Linked DNA regions of Siniperca chuatsi: region 2 is linked to region 1. A link is a contact called in public Hi-C data. All regions are on one chromosome and are shown on one strand. The core of a region is the stretch at or near the end of the contact, and the rest is flanking DNA. Distances in the headings are between cores, read along the strand shown. Region 1 holds the start of LOC122879039 (G2/mitotic-specific cyclin-B2-like). Region 2 holds the start of LOC122876603 (CD82 antigen-like).

What was found. Hi-C and Micro-C count contacts between places; a contact is called where the count stands out from the background.
Region 2: a Hi-C map of liver shows a contact between it and region 1, with 10 times the contacts expected there. The contact joins the promoter of LOC122876603 here to the promoter of LOC122879039 in region 1. A contact is called at or near these places in 3 of 3 Hi-C or Micro-C datasets (liver, skeletal muscle and an unstated tissue).

Annotation. Positions count from the first base shown.
Region 1 is chrLG1:2,911,782-2,918,090 of ASM2008510v1, reverse strand. LOC122879039 (G2/mitotic-specific cyclin-B2-like) reads right to left here and starts at 2,747. Exons shown (of 9, transcript XM_044202685.1): 1 at 2,588-2,747; 2 at 2,276-2,389; 3 at 1,691-1,978; 4 at 1,453-1,611; 5 at 1,142-1,378. The coding sequence starts at 2,614. It overlaps cars1 (cysteine--tRNA ligase, cytoplasmic), which reads right to left. Exons shown (of 22, transcript XM_044202607.1): 22 at 4,120-6,309.
Region 2 is chrLG1:3,360,008-3,366,316 of ASM2008510v1, reverse strand. LOC122876603 (CD82 antigen-like) reads left to right here and starts at 3,680. Exons shown (of 10, transcript XM_044197174.1): 1 at 3,680-3,966; 2 at 5,811-6,309.

The DNA.
Region 1 (6,309 bases), core at 1,498-3,997:
GAGACAAAACATTTCTGCACAAACTACCTGTTTTATTGCACTGTACTCCAACCCATCATCTTGGTTACAGTGCGTGTTACCTACAAATGTGGACTGCTGATCTGACTTTTAAGAACATTTGTATTTGTTAATACAAAATATGAAGACGTATATGTTGATTTTGGGAAGTGATAGTTCTGTATTTCTACCACAGTCACATGGGGTTCCACAGGGTTCAAGTTTGGGTCCTGTTTTGTTCACAATTTCTCTCAATATTACATCCGCCATAACAAACTGTAATGCCCATCTTTATGCAAATGATAAAGTTCTGTATTGTTTTGCAGATACTATGCAGGGTTTCAGGGTACAACTATCTTGGGATCTGACTGGATCAAAATGTTACATTTAAATTTCACATTGACACTGAGCCGTCTTCAACTATGGTGATGTTATCTATCGACACGCCTCTGCCTCCACTCTTAAACCGCTAGATTCAGTTTATTACTGGTGACAGTTACTCTACTCATTGCATCTTGTATGAAAAGGTTGTGTTGACATCTAACAGACGCGACAGACACTGTTTCTATTTATTTATAAAGCCCTTAATGGCAACTTGCCATTATATATTACTTCCTTATTAAACTGGTCCCACAGTCATTTGACGCCATCTAGTGATTGTTGATGCTCCATGTGCAAAAGCTACATTTGGGAAAACTGCTTTTAGTTTTTGTGCTCTACACTTTACACTCACTTTTGTACAGGTCAAGTTAAAACCATGATTACAAACTACTCTAAACACAATTACAGTTTAGTGCAAACTATTCTGTTGCTGTCCGTTTTTTTCAGTAATTCTGTTTTTTCTGTAATTATCTCGTGTATTCTCATCGTTTAAAATGACGGCACGCCCTGAACGATTCCTCGAGATTTAAATAAAAGTTGAACGGGTAAGAGCGACTCTTTTGCACAAAAGTGGGAAAAGTTCTCATCTGAACATTTGAGCACAATCTTTGTTGCCGCTCTGATGGATGCAACAGGTGCTTATTGCAGTTTGTGCTAAAACTGATGAACAGATTTTTACACTTTTGGTTAATATAAGCTTGATAAATACAAGTCTCAACAGGAATAAGTTACATCCCTACAGCAAATCCATACAAAAACTCACATTAGCCACCTTGGAAGCCCGTCTGAGGAAGTGTAATGGAAGAGGACGTCCCAGCTGAAAATTGAGGCTCCTCAAAACCACCTGCTCCATCTCCAGGATCTGAGACTTGGTAAATGCGTTGTCTGTGATGTAGGCGAAGTCTCCGACCTCTGGAGCGTACATCTCCTCGTATTTACAGGCCACCAGCATGGCAGTCACACCAACGAGCTGCAGCTTTCTGCGAGAGACCGGCTGGACCTGCAGCACAGCGGGAGACGTTTAAACTCCGTTCACAAAAACACACAAAGAGAGAATATTTAGAGGTTTCTTACCTGGAGAAAACGATCCAGGATGGCAACTGTGAGGTACAGAGTCTCCTGCAGCAGCTGGAACCTGGAGTGAACCTGGACCAGCCAGTCGATCAGAAGAGCTCGCATGCGTTCAGTGATTTCATAACCCTGCATGTAGTTGGCTCGTACGGCCTGCTGCACCTGTGGAAACAGACAGTGATGGATACAAAGCGATGCAGGGTGAGCGCAGAGAGTTTGGCTGACGGAGGGAGTAGATTACCTCCAGGACGTGTAGATAATTATAGATATCTTTGACATATTGTGAGCAGAGCTGCGGCAGGTCTGCGTCCTCCTCGTCGACGTCCTGCACCGTGAGCAGCGCCTCAGAGAAAGCCTGGCACAGCTCCTCCTCCTCCTTCATGGACACGTCAGCCGACTCCTCTGAAACTGGGGGGAGGCGATCTGCGGGTGCTTGGACCTGGACTACTGGATGCACCACCTGGCCCTCAGCGGGTTTAGCTTTTTGGGCACACAGTGGCTTGGCTGATGCTTTGGCTCGTCCCAGCCTCTGAGGAAATAAGTCAAATGCAGTTTTATTCATAAACTGAGGTTTATTGAGTTTTGAAAGATAATGCAACGTGTTTAACTTTATAAGTTACTTTAGTCCAACTGCAGCAGTCTTTGTGCACTACATGGCCTGATGAACTGTCAAACATGTGATTGTTGAACATCACAGGTCTGGCTTTGTGGACAAGGCTGTCCATATACTTTTGGCCATGTAGTGTAGCTTGTCTCGGGTTCTTGAGGCTCACAGCGCTGATTACAAGTGAGACAACAAACTGTTGTTGCTCCATAGTAGAGTTACCTTTGTGTTGCCTGCTGCTGGAGGAAAGTTGGTAATCTCTCCGAGAGCGGCTCTCCTCAGACCTGCAGCCGCGGGTTTACCCACCTTCAGCGGGTTCTCTGCGGCTGGGAGCTGCTGAAGCAGAAGGACACACGGCTCAGACACTCTGGAGAAGCTTAGGAAACGCTGCCCGGCGTAAAGTTACATTATAAAAGAAGCACATGCGAACAAAAAGCCGAGCAGGCAGCAGACGGTAGTGTTAGCTAACGATGCTAGCTAGCGAAGCTAACAGCTAAACGCAGTAAAACAGCGAAATAATTTCTGTTTACTCACCACAGCACGAACTTCCACAGACAACATGTTTAACGTCGGCAGCAACGAGGCCAAACTGGGACTTAAAAAAAGAAACGACGATTTATTTTAGCACCAAGCAGCGCAGTTTACCGACAAGACCCGTGCACACCGACTTCTGCAGGTAAACAACACGGAGACGAGCAGCTTTCAAATAGCGCTCCGACAAATCTGATTGGTTGCAGCTTTAGTAAGACGCTCCTGATTGGCCGACAGCCGGAAGTCAAAGGTACGATTTACGGGCTTTAAAAATCGAATCATAATAATCACAAGAATAATGATGATAATAATAATGTTAAATTATTATGAATTAAATACTAGCCACGATGTATTTTATAATGTTTTCATTGATTCTTTTATACAGTCTATGATTGATCCCGATACCCAGGTCATGATGCTTACAGCACGTGGGCTGTATGATCGGTGATATTGATCTCTATTAACGACTTCAGCACAAAGTAATTGCTTGTTTGTGCTAAATGGCCATTAAATAAGGAAGAAAAATATTTAAAGTAAAATGTAGATGATCCCAGATCTTTTTAAAACTGTACTCATTTATATTACTGTACATTCTTTTTATAATTCTGCTTTTATTTCCCATTTAAATGCCAACTACCTAAATACCTAATCAATTTATTGATGGGTTAATTCATTCTTTTATTAATTCCTGTTTTATTGTGCAATTATTAGAATGTTTTATAACCATAATTATTATTATTATTATTATTATTATTATGGAGCTCATTATGTCTCACAGGACAAAGAGGATTAAATAAATAAGTTTATAACCGGCCAACTCCTGCGGTTTTTAAGTTACAGAGGAAAGTTGCTTCTGTGTCTTCTGGGTCCATCAGCTCTGAAACGAGGAAAACACCACATCTGTACTGCATACTGTACCAAAGACCACTGAACTGCATTTCTGTGGTACGACTGAAAAAACACACAACCGTGTTTGGAATAAATAAACCTCTCACATATAAATTGTATTGTCCATTTACGTCTGGTCAAACTGATGGCCTAATATTTTATTCACAGTCTTAGTAAGCCACTTCAAAACTAGCTGCCAACATCCAGAACAAGCTGTGCTGTGGCTTTTAAGAAATATCAGACCTGCACGAACGTTTTCCATTAACCAGGCCCTAAACCCACAGCTCACTGTTTCCTATCAACTTAGAGGGGAACACAGGCCATTAAAAAATACATCATTCGTCCTCCTGTTTAAGCTTTTATTGAGATTGTGCCGTAAAATCACTAAATGGCTGCATCAGTATAAATCTATCTGGACAACAGCTGTACAGAATTTCAAAATAAGACCATTTGTAGTCCAATTTGAAGTCTCATTCTGTATCTCTTACATTTGAGTAATAAACACCTATTCATCCATTTATATTGGCTGGTGCTCCTTTAAAAAAAAAAAAAGGAAAACAATATGTTATTTCAGCCAGTGCAATAATGACATTATCTTGCCAATAGAGGGTTTAGGATAAGAGTAAACATCCCTGAAGTCTCAAGAGTTCACAAAGACGACCAATTTTATTTCTTGACAGGAAATCAGCAGGTCTTTATTTGAGCATCTTCTGAAAGCGTTACTGCAGCTATGCCTTCACATAACCATGAAATTGCAATACATAAAACAGTACAAAAATACGACCCTGATGGACGGTTGAATAATAAAAAGCTCCTCTTCATGTGGTTCCACTCAAGCCATGAGAGTTCACACCAACAGAGGGTTTAAGCAGTTATATTTTCCAATATGATGAGAAAACAGCAGCCCAGATTTAAATCATAACTCTGGAATTATTCTATATTTTTATTATTGTCAACAAATCCCATGAAAAGATCAAAACCAACAATGAATTGATGCTACAAACAAGAGTTGTCTGATTTATCTTATTCCTCTGCGCAATAGAGCTCCATTGACTCACTACAGCACCAAATACGTATTAATCCACCACTGAAAATAGTCCCCAACAAATGCAGTATTTCCTCCTATTTGAGTAACGTTCGATAGAAACTAGCGTCCAGCTGTTTTTTTTTGCTGAACCTTTTGAAACTAGAACTATATATTTGTGAGAGATTTGCATCTCCAGTAGGAACCAAAGGGTTCGGAGCTGAGAGCCACAGACAGAGTAGGGAGGTGGGAAAGTAATGCATTGTTGGTTTTGGTCTTTTCATGGGATTTGATGACAACAAAAATACAAAAACAGCAGCAGCCTTATCCTTGAAGATTGTACAAATCCAGTAAACTTGCCAAATATGTAACTGAAATGAGGAATGACCCAAAAACACTTAAGATTGATGCAAATTTGTGGAAGAAAGTACTGAATTACCTTAAATATAGTTAATAAGTACAGAGGATCTTTCATACAGTAGCTGGGAAATCTCAGTGGAATGAAACAAAGTTTTATGGCAGCTTAGGGTTAAGATGAACAGGTTAACCTAACTGAAGGTGATTTTAAGAAAAAGTTCATGATACTTTTTATTCAGTTGCTAATTTAATGGTTGTATAAAGTGACACATTCCCAGAAAAAAAAAAAAAAAAAAAAAAAAAAAAAAAAACATTCACAAAAATGCCAGCTCCACAGTGGGTGAAACTATGGCAGTAAAAACAGTATTGGTCCAATATTGATTTTTATTTAACTGGTGCCTTCTAGAGCTGCAACAATTAGTCGACTAATCGATCCACAAACAATCTGATAATCGATTGTTTTAGTAATTTTTCGAGCAAAAGTGCCAAACATTTGCTGGTTCCACTTTCTCAGATGTGAGAATTTGATGCTTTTGTTTGTCATTTATGATGAATATCTTTGCGTTCTGGACTGTTGATCAAATAAAACAAGCAATCTGAATACATCTCCTTAGGTTGTGGGAAAGTATCACGTGCATTTTTCACTATTTTCTTTCCAAATTGTATAGACGAAACGATTAATCGAGAAAATAATTTGCAGATTGATAAATCGATAATGAAAACAATTGTTAGTTGCTGCCCTAGTGCCTTCAGCCAATTCCAAATGAGTGGAGAAACAACTTGATGAGTATGAAACTAATGGGACTTATTGCTAGAGGCTTCACAGTCACCACATCTCAACCCAACTCAACACCCATGGGAGATTTTGGACATCAAAGCACCAAGTGAGGGATTATCTCTTGGAAAGATGATGTTCATGAGTCACACACTTGGAGAATCAGGAGCACTGAAGCTGTTCTAGAGGCTCGTGGTGGAACGACATCTTCCTAACACACTTCAACTTTTAATTTGTTACACATCTGTAGGTGTATCCCAATGTCTTTAATTTGTAGATAATTTTAAAACTCAAAGTTAAATCATACAGTAAAAAAAAAATCTGTGAGTTTCAGGCAAAAACATAATTAATGTATAAATCATTTGAAGACAGGGTTAGCAGAGTGCTAACAGAGACTCATTAGCACTCTGCTACACACATCATTAATCCTCACTTCACTTATTGCCTTGTTTTTACTGTTGTGGAGAGACGGCGGGACGCAAACACAACAAGGAGGAAGTCTCTTTCAGTGGTGGTTCTCTCCGACCCCCCCCCGCCCCATTTTGAAAAATGATGCATGGACTTTGGTTATAAAATGTCAATTTTAACCGTCATTCTGAAATTCACTGAGAGAAAAAAAAATCACTTGCAGTTGTTTGCGTGTTGTTTTCTGATCCGAAACAGATTAACAGGAAACAAACG
Region 2 (6,309 bases), core at 2,431-4,930, 450 kb before region 1:
TTTTCTTTTCTGTATTTTAGTCAGTTCAAATCCTAGTAACATATTCATCTACATTAAGTACTTTGTTGAAATTCCTACATTATAAAACCATCTGTCTGTGGACTGTATTACATTTCAATGTACAATTGCAATATTTACTTTGTTTGTACAATACAGAAAATATAGTCATTTGATTTTATTGTTACAGGACTGACAAAATGATCCAAAATGAAAACATCAATATACTTCTGTTTATATAAATGCCATCTGTATATAATGTCCATAGTACCACTTGTAAAATAGTTTCATAACACTGCTCTATCCTGCATTTATGCACACACTTTATATCCTGCACTTGCTTATTGCACTTCTGGTTCGACCTGAACTGCATTTCGTTGCCTTGTACTCGTACATGTGTAATGACAAAGTTGAATCTTATCTAATCTAAAACTAGCTAACTGTATATAAAGCGGTTAAAACTAGCTAACTGTATATAAAAGTAGTTAAAACTAGCTAACTGTATATAAAGCGGTTACAACTAGCTAACTGTATATAAAGCGGTTAAAACTAGCTAACTGTATATAAAGTAGTTAAAACTAGCTAACTGTATATAAAGCGGTTAAAACTAGCTAACTGTATATAAAGCGGTTACAACTAGCTAACTGTATATAAAGCGGTTAAAACTAGCTAACTGTATATAAAGCGGTTAAAACTAGCTAACTGTATATAAAGCGGTTACAACTAGCTAACTGTATATAAAAGTAGTTAAAACTAGCTAACTGTATATAAAGCGGTTACAACTAGCTAACTGTATATAAAGCGGTTAAAACTAGCTAACTGTATATAAAGTAGTTAAAACTAGCTAACTATATAAAGCGGTTAAAACTAGCTAACTGTATATAAAAGCAGTTAAAACTAGCTAACTGTATATAAAGCGGTTACAACTAGCTAACTGTATATAAAGCGGTTAAAACTAGCTAACTGTATATAAAGTAGTTAAAACTAGCTAACTGTATATAAAGTGGTTAAAACTAGCTCCACTTCGAGCTGCTACAACAGTAAAATGCTGAATCAGTATTAAGAAACTAATCATTGTACAGCAGAATGAGTACTTTTACTTTTGATACTTTAAGTAAATTTTGGTGATAATACATCTTTATTTACTTATGTATACCAGGATTTTGAATTAATGACTTTTTATATATATATATCGTCTTTTTTTTATTCCACACATTCTTCTTCACTGTCAAAACCTGGTGCCTACATTACCCACAACACACCTTGATCTCAGACAGCTCACGTCTTTCTAACTCCACGCCAACAGATTTGTTTCATCTTCAAACTCGTAGTCTTCAGCCCCGACCCGACGCCGACTCAAGTGACATCACCTGAGGACGTTTATCAGGCTTCACGCAGCTCCCTCTCGAGGCTTCATCCAACGTCACATACGCTGTAGTTACTCCCCAACACCTGTTAAGATCAGCGAACTTGCACAGTTATTCAATTATGGCGGAGATGTAATGATCAATGTCCAGTTTAGTGACTTTGGGTCACACAGACTGACACTTAGAGGGAGGAGTTAAAGAGTTTAATGACTTCCTGTGGCGCTCTGTGGTGCATTGTGGGGGGATGAGTCTCCCGCTGACGGTGCTCCTTAGTTTGACCAGCACGTCATGGAGCGGGTGGGAGACGCTGTCCAAGATGGCGTGCAGTATTTCTAACTAGTTAGAAATAGTAGTTTCTAACTACTACTACTACTGTAGTTCTTCTAACCGTGACCGCGAACATAACGTGACGTTTCTGTTTGTGGGTTCGTAGAAAAAAAAAGAAATCAGGCCACCGTGATGCGAGAAGAAACCCCGGCTGTGAGGTCAGAGGTCAACCAGCTCACACAGCGCCATTAATCCCGAGCGTCACTCATCTGTTATAAAACCCTGTGAAGTCCAGCGATCCACTGAGTGTCTTCGGCCCTTCGCTTTGTTGGGCGCCTGCAGCGTTACGAGTCCGTGCGCTCGCCACAGTGCAGGCCGCAGAATAACGCCATTTATTATAGGCTCACGTTCCCTCACAGGCTGAACTGACTGTATGTGCTGTGGTGTGTGGAGGAGCATTGTACTCTTCAGCCTGACTTCATCACCCTCCTCCTCCTCCTCCTCCTCCACACAGACTGAATGGTGCTGAGCACTGGAGCAGGAACATTACCACAGCTACCAAGACTGAGGCCATGCCTTTATTTCTTTCTGCAAAGACTTTTAGCGACCTGCGGCGAGCTTACAGTCTACTGTTAAACTATTTTATTGGCTTATTCCAGTATTTTTTATTTTATTTTATTTAGTAGGCTATATTTAAATTTGACTACTTTTAGACCAATAAATAAATAAGGGATTATTTCCCCCGCCTAAATAAGTGTGGAGAGGGCCTCGCATCATCATTCAGACTTAAAACTTAACAATTAAATAACATTTACAGACGATATAATTTAGCAGTTAACTTAAATAAATTAAAAAGACTGACCAGGCAAAGAGTCTGCAGCCGTGTGCGAGGCTGTACACAGCGGCGCAGTGAGCTACATGCTAACATGCTGATATTTAGCTGGTGTAATGTTCACCATCTTAGTTTAGCATGTTAGCATGCTAACATTAGCTAATTAGCACCAAACACACCTGAGGCCGATTAGTTTTTTCAGGTATTTGGTCATAAACCAACGTGTCGGACACAGTTCATCCTGAGGGGAACATGAATGTCTGAAAATATAGTTTGAGCTGTACTTGACAGCAGTGTGTAACATGTATAATTACTTTATATGTAACATTTCACACGGTACAGTCTGCAGCCATACTGACTCTGTACATTAGCTTTGAGCTAAACGCTAACGTCAGTATGCTAACAAGCTAAATATATATCCTTATGGCAGTTTTGGCGTTGTGTGTTGTGATTTCTGATAATTTATACGGTGGTTCTTGTCATTAATGTATCTGATAAAAAAGGCAGGCCAGTCCATAAAATAATTTGGCCTAATAATAATAATAATAATAATAATAATAATACTCTTCGGTGGGTTAACTGCATCCCCTCTACACACGTTCGTTGTTGCAGAACAGAGGAAGTATTCAGATCCTTTACTTTAAGTAAAAGTACTAATACACACTGTGAAAATCCACAAGAAAAAGTCTGTGAGTATAATCAGGAAAACGTACTTAAAGTATTAAAGCAGTGCAGCGTCCCTGTGGCTGCTGTGCTGTTATATATTCTGTCATCAGGTTATTATTCCTCGTGCATTAATGTAAAGCAGGATGTTGCTGCTGCAGCTGATGAATATTTTCATTCTGGATCCATCTGCTGATTATTTTCTCCATCGATCGATCGATCGTTCGGTTTGTAAAACTTGTGAAAACGGTGAGAAACGACCCAGAGCCCAAAGTGACATTTAAATTATAAAAAAAAAAAAATTAAAAAGGAAAAGCAGCAAATCTCTCAAATGATTATCAAAATAGTTGCCAATTAATTTGCTGTCAATCAAACTAATTGATTAGTCGACTAATCCTTTCTGCTGCACTTGTATAAAACATCACATTTTGTGTTTTTTTTTTATTTAAAAATCTTAATTTGTAAAGTAACTGAAGTTATCAGATAAATGCAGTGAAGTAAAAAGGTACATTTCCCTCTGAAGTACCTCAAAGCACCTCAGATTGTGCAGAACGGGCGTGCTGCTGCTGCGGGTGGAGGTGCGGGCTCTGCGGGCTCTGCGGGGATTTAGGGGTTAAAGGCTCGTTAATTCCCATATCTGCCACACGGTGGGGACCGGAGGACTGCTCTGCAGACTCGCTTTGCAGACTCGCTGCTGCTGCTTTGTTGGTCCCGTCGAGCAGGAGGTCACTCAGTCCGCTCCCAGTCCGCTCACAGCGCGCTCAGGACCCGCACAGGACCCGCACGGGACCCGCACCGCTCCGACAGCACCTCTCTCCGCGGTTCAAACGCTAAAAACACGTGAGTAGACCTGTCTGGAAACGGAAACTGCTGCTTCTCTTAACTCCAAGCTTTTCTTTTCTGTTTTGTGTGTGTGTGTGTGTGTGTGTGTGTGTGTGTGTGAGAGCACGAGGCGTGTGTGTGGCTGCGCGGGCGATCGGGTTTCGTATCAATCATCGATTGATCGATACTTTGTGTAGAAGGGCCACGTTTTGGACGCTGCTTTCTGAATTTCGTGAAGTGAGCGGGACTGATGATGTGGCGCGCGAGAGGATGATTTATGTATTTGACACAACGGAGAGCTTCACCATCAGACCACTTTGACTCAAACACTCACCTTTTACACCTCACTCAGGTACCTTTTGTCCTTTTTAGAGGCTAAAACAAAACAAAATGTGATTAACTCCAAAGTTTGTCAGAACTTGACTAACTTTATTTAAAGCTTTGCGAGACACAAACAGCTGCAAAGAGAAAATGATAGTAAAGTTGATCATCTCTGGCGGACTTTGCCCCAAAACTGGACTTTGTAGATGCGCACAGTTTGTTTGATAAGATATCAGACACAGCTGATCCACTCAGTGTCCAGTATTTTAAGCCAGCTTTTCACCGTTTTCACGTCCTGAAAGTTTAAAGGAGTCAGGAGTTTTACTCCCATGTGGGCGAAACAGCATTCAGACCAGAGGCTGCCAACCTTTTTGTGCTCTGACCCCTTAAAACAAAACCGTGTCCGCTCGAGACGCCTCCTCGCTGGCTGCTTGTGTCCCCTGGTTGTGGCACAGTGTAGTATTTGTCTTTTTTTTTTATTTTAATTTCAGAGGCCCGAAGAGGTAAAACGAGCCCACATTTGACCAGATTAGAGGACAGCGTGAAAAGTAAACATGGTTTGCAGAAATGCTTCTGGCTGCTGCTCTGATTCAAACCGTCACGAGACACTAAAACTCCCTAAACTTCAACGTTAAAGAGCCGCTTCACAGAAACGTCCAAACGAGCAAATGAAAAGTGGACTGCAGGACTGTCAGGCTGGTGAAGCTACAACTAATGATGATGTTAATTATTCATTAATCAGTTTATTGTTGGTGAGGCTTCATTGATCCCCAGAGGGGAAACTCTGCAGCACGAGGACAGAAATTAGAAAAGATGAACAGAAAGTAAAGAATTAAAAACAGAAACTAGACATTTGAACTCAAATTACAAGGCGAGAGTGACACGTGATTAGTAGCAGCGTGTCATAAAATAGCGAAGAGGCCCAACGCGGTTTCCCCGAGCTCAAGCTGCCGTCTGCAAATCAAACCCAACGAGCTTCAGTTGACAAACCGTCCAAATTAGACGACGAAATCCGTCGTCCGTCCAACGACACGCGCGCGTTTTCTGATCTGACGCCTCTCAGCGGGACGACGTCGCTCAAAAGCCGTTTACGACTCGCTGTTAACGAGACGCGCGTCGGTTTTATGCTCTTTCTCTGAAGCTAACCAAGTCGTTCTGTGCCTAAACCGAACCAAAGCGTTGTGATTTTTGTTGAAATAGCTAGTTAAGTTTGCTTAAAAACGCTGCTGGTTAGAAGCAGGAAACAAACGGCGGCCTCCGGCGTTCGAGTCCCGCGTTTCTTCGGCCGATCCGTCCACCTGGACCTCTTCGCTCCGCAGGAACGTCGCCCGACTTCCTCCTCTGCTCCCGTCGTAACTAACCACCTGAGCGTAAACGCGTGGTTTTGTGGCGTTTTGCTGATTCTGTCGTCTCTGGAGGACAGTCGCGCACCTTTTTCACATTTGAGAAGCTGGAAACATCTCACGTTTTGGCTTGAAAACTTAAAAAGATTCATCGTTTTTTTTTTTATCAAATTTTAATTTGGCATTTCTCTACCGCAGTTCCTCGTGACTGATCAGCCGACAGGCAGAACACGCAGATGCAGTATATCTCCAGTAAGCTAACATCGCCTGGTTGATTTATCGGTGCAGCTCCGGTCAGACAACAGGGAGAAAATGCCGAATGCAGTTTCCTGAAGTATGTCGGATGTCTTGTTTTGTTCGACCGACAGTCGAAGACCCGAAGATATTCAGTTTGTAATGATTTTAAAACGGACGAGCAGCAAATCCTACAAAAAACTTCTCAATAGTTTGTATTTGTTTTGTTTTTGTTTCCATTGCAAGCTTCTGTTGCTTCAACTGAGTCATTTCACTTAATTTCTTGTGACGTTACGGCTTCTTCTGCCTTTTTTCTGTGTGGTTTTTAAAAATGGTTTGTTTCTATCGTGACTTGTTTTTTGCGTGGACTCGGGAAGACCAGCGACCGCTTTGTGGAAGCTGATGCGGATCCGAATAAAGAATAAAGTGACAGGTTTGGAAAAAGTGACTTAAACCATTAATC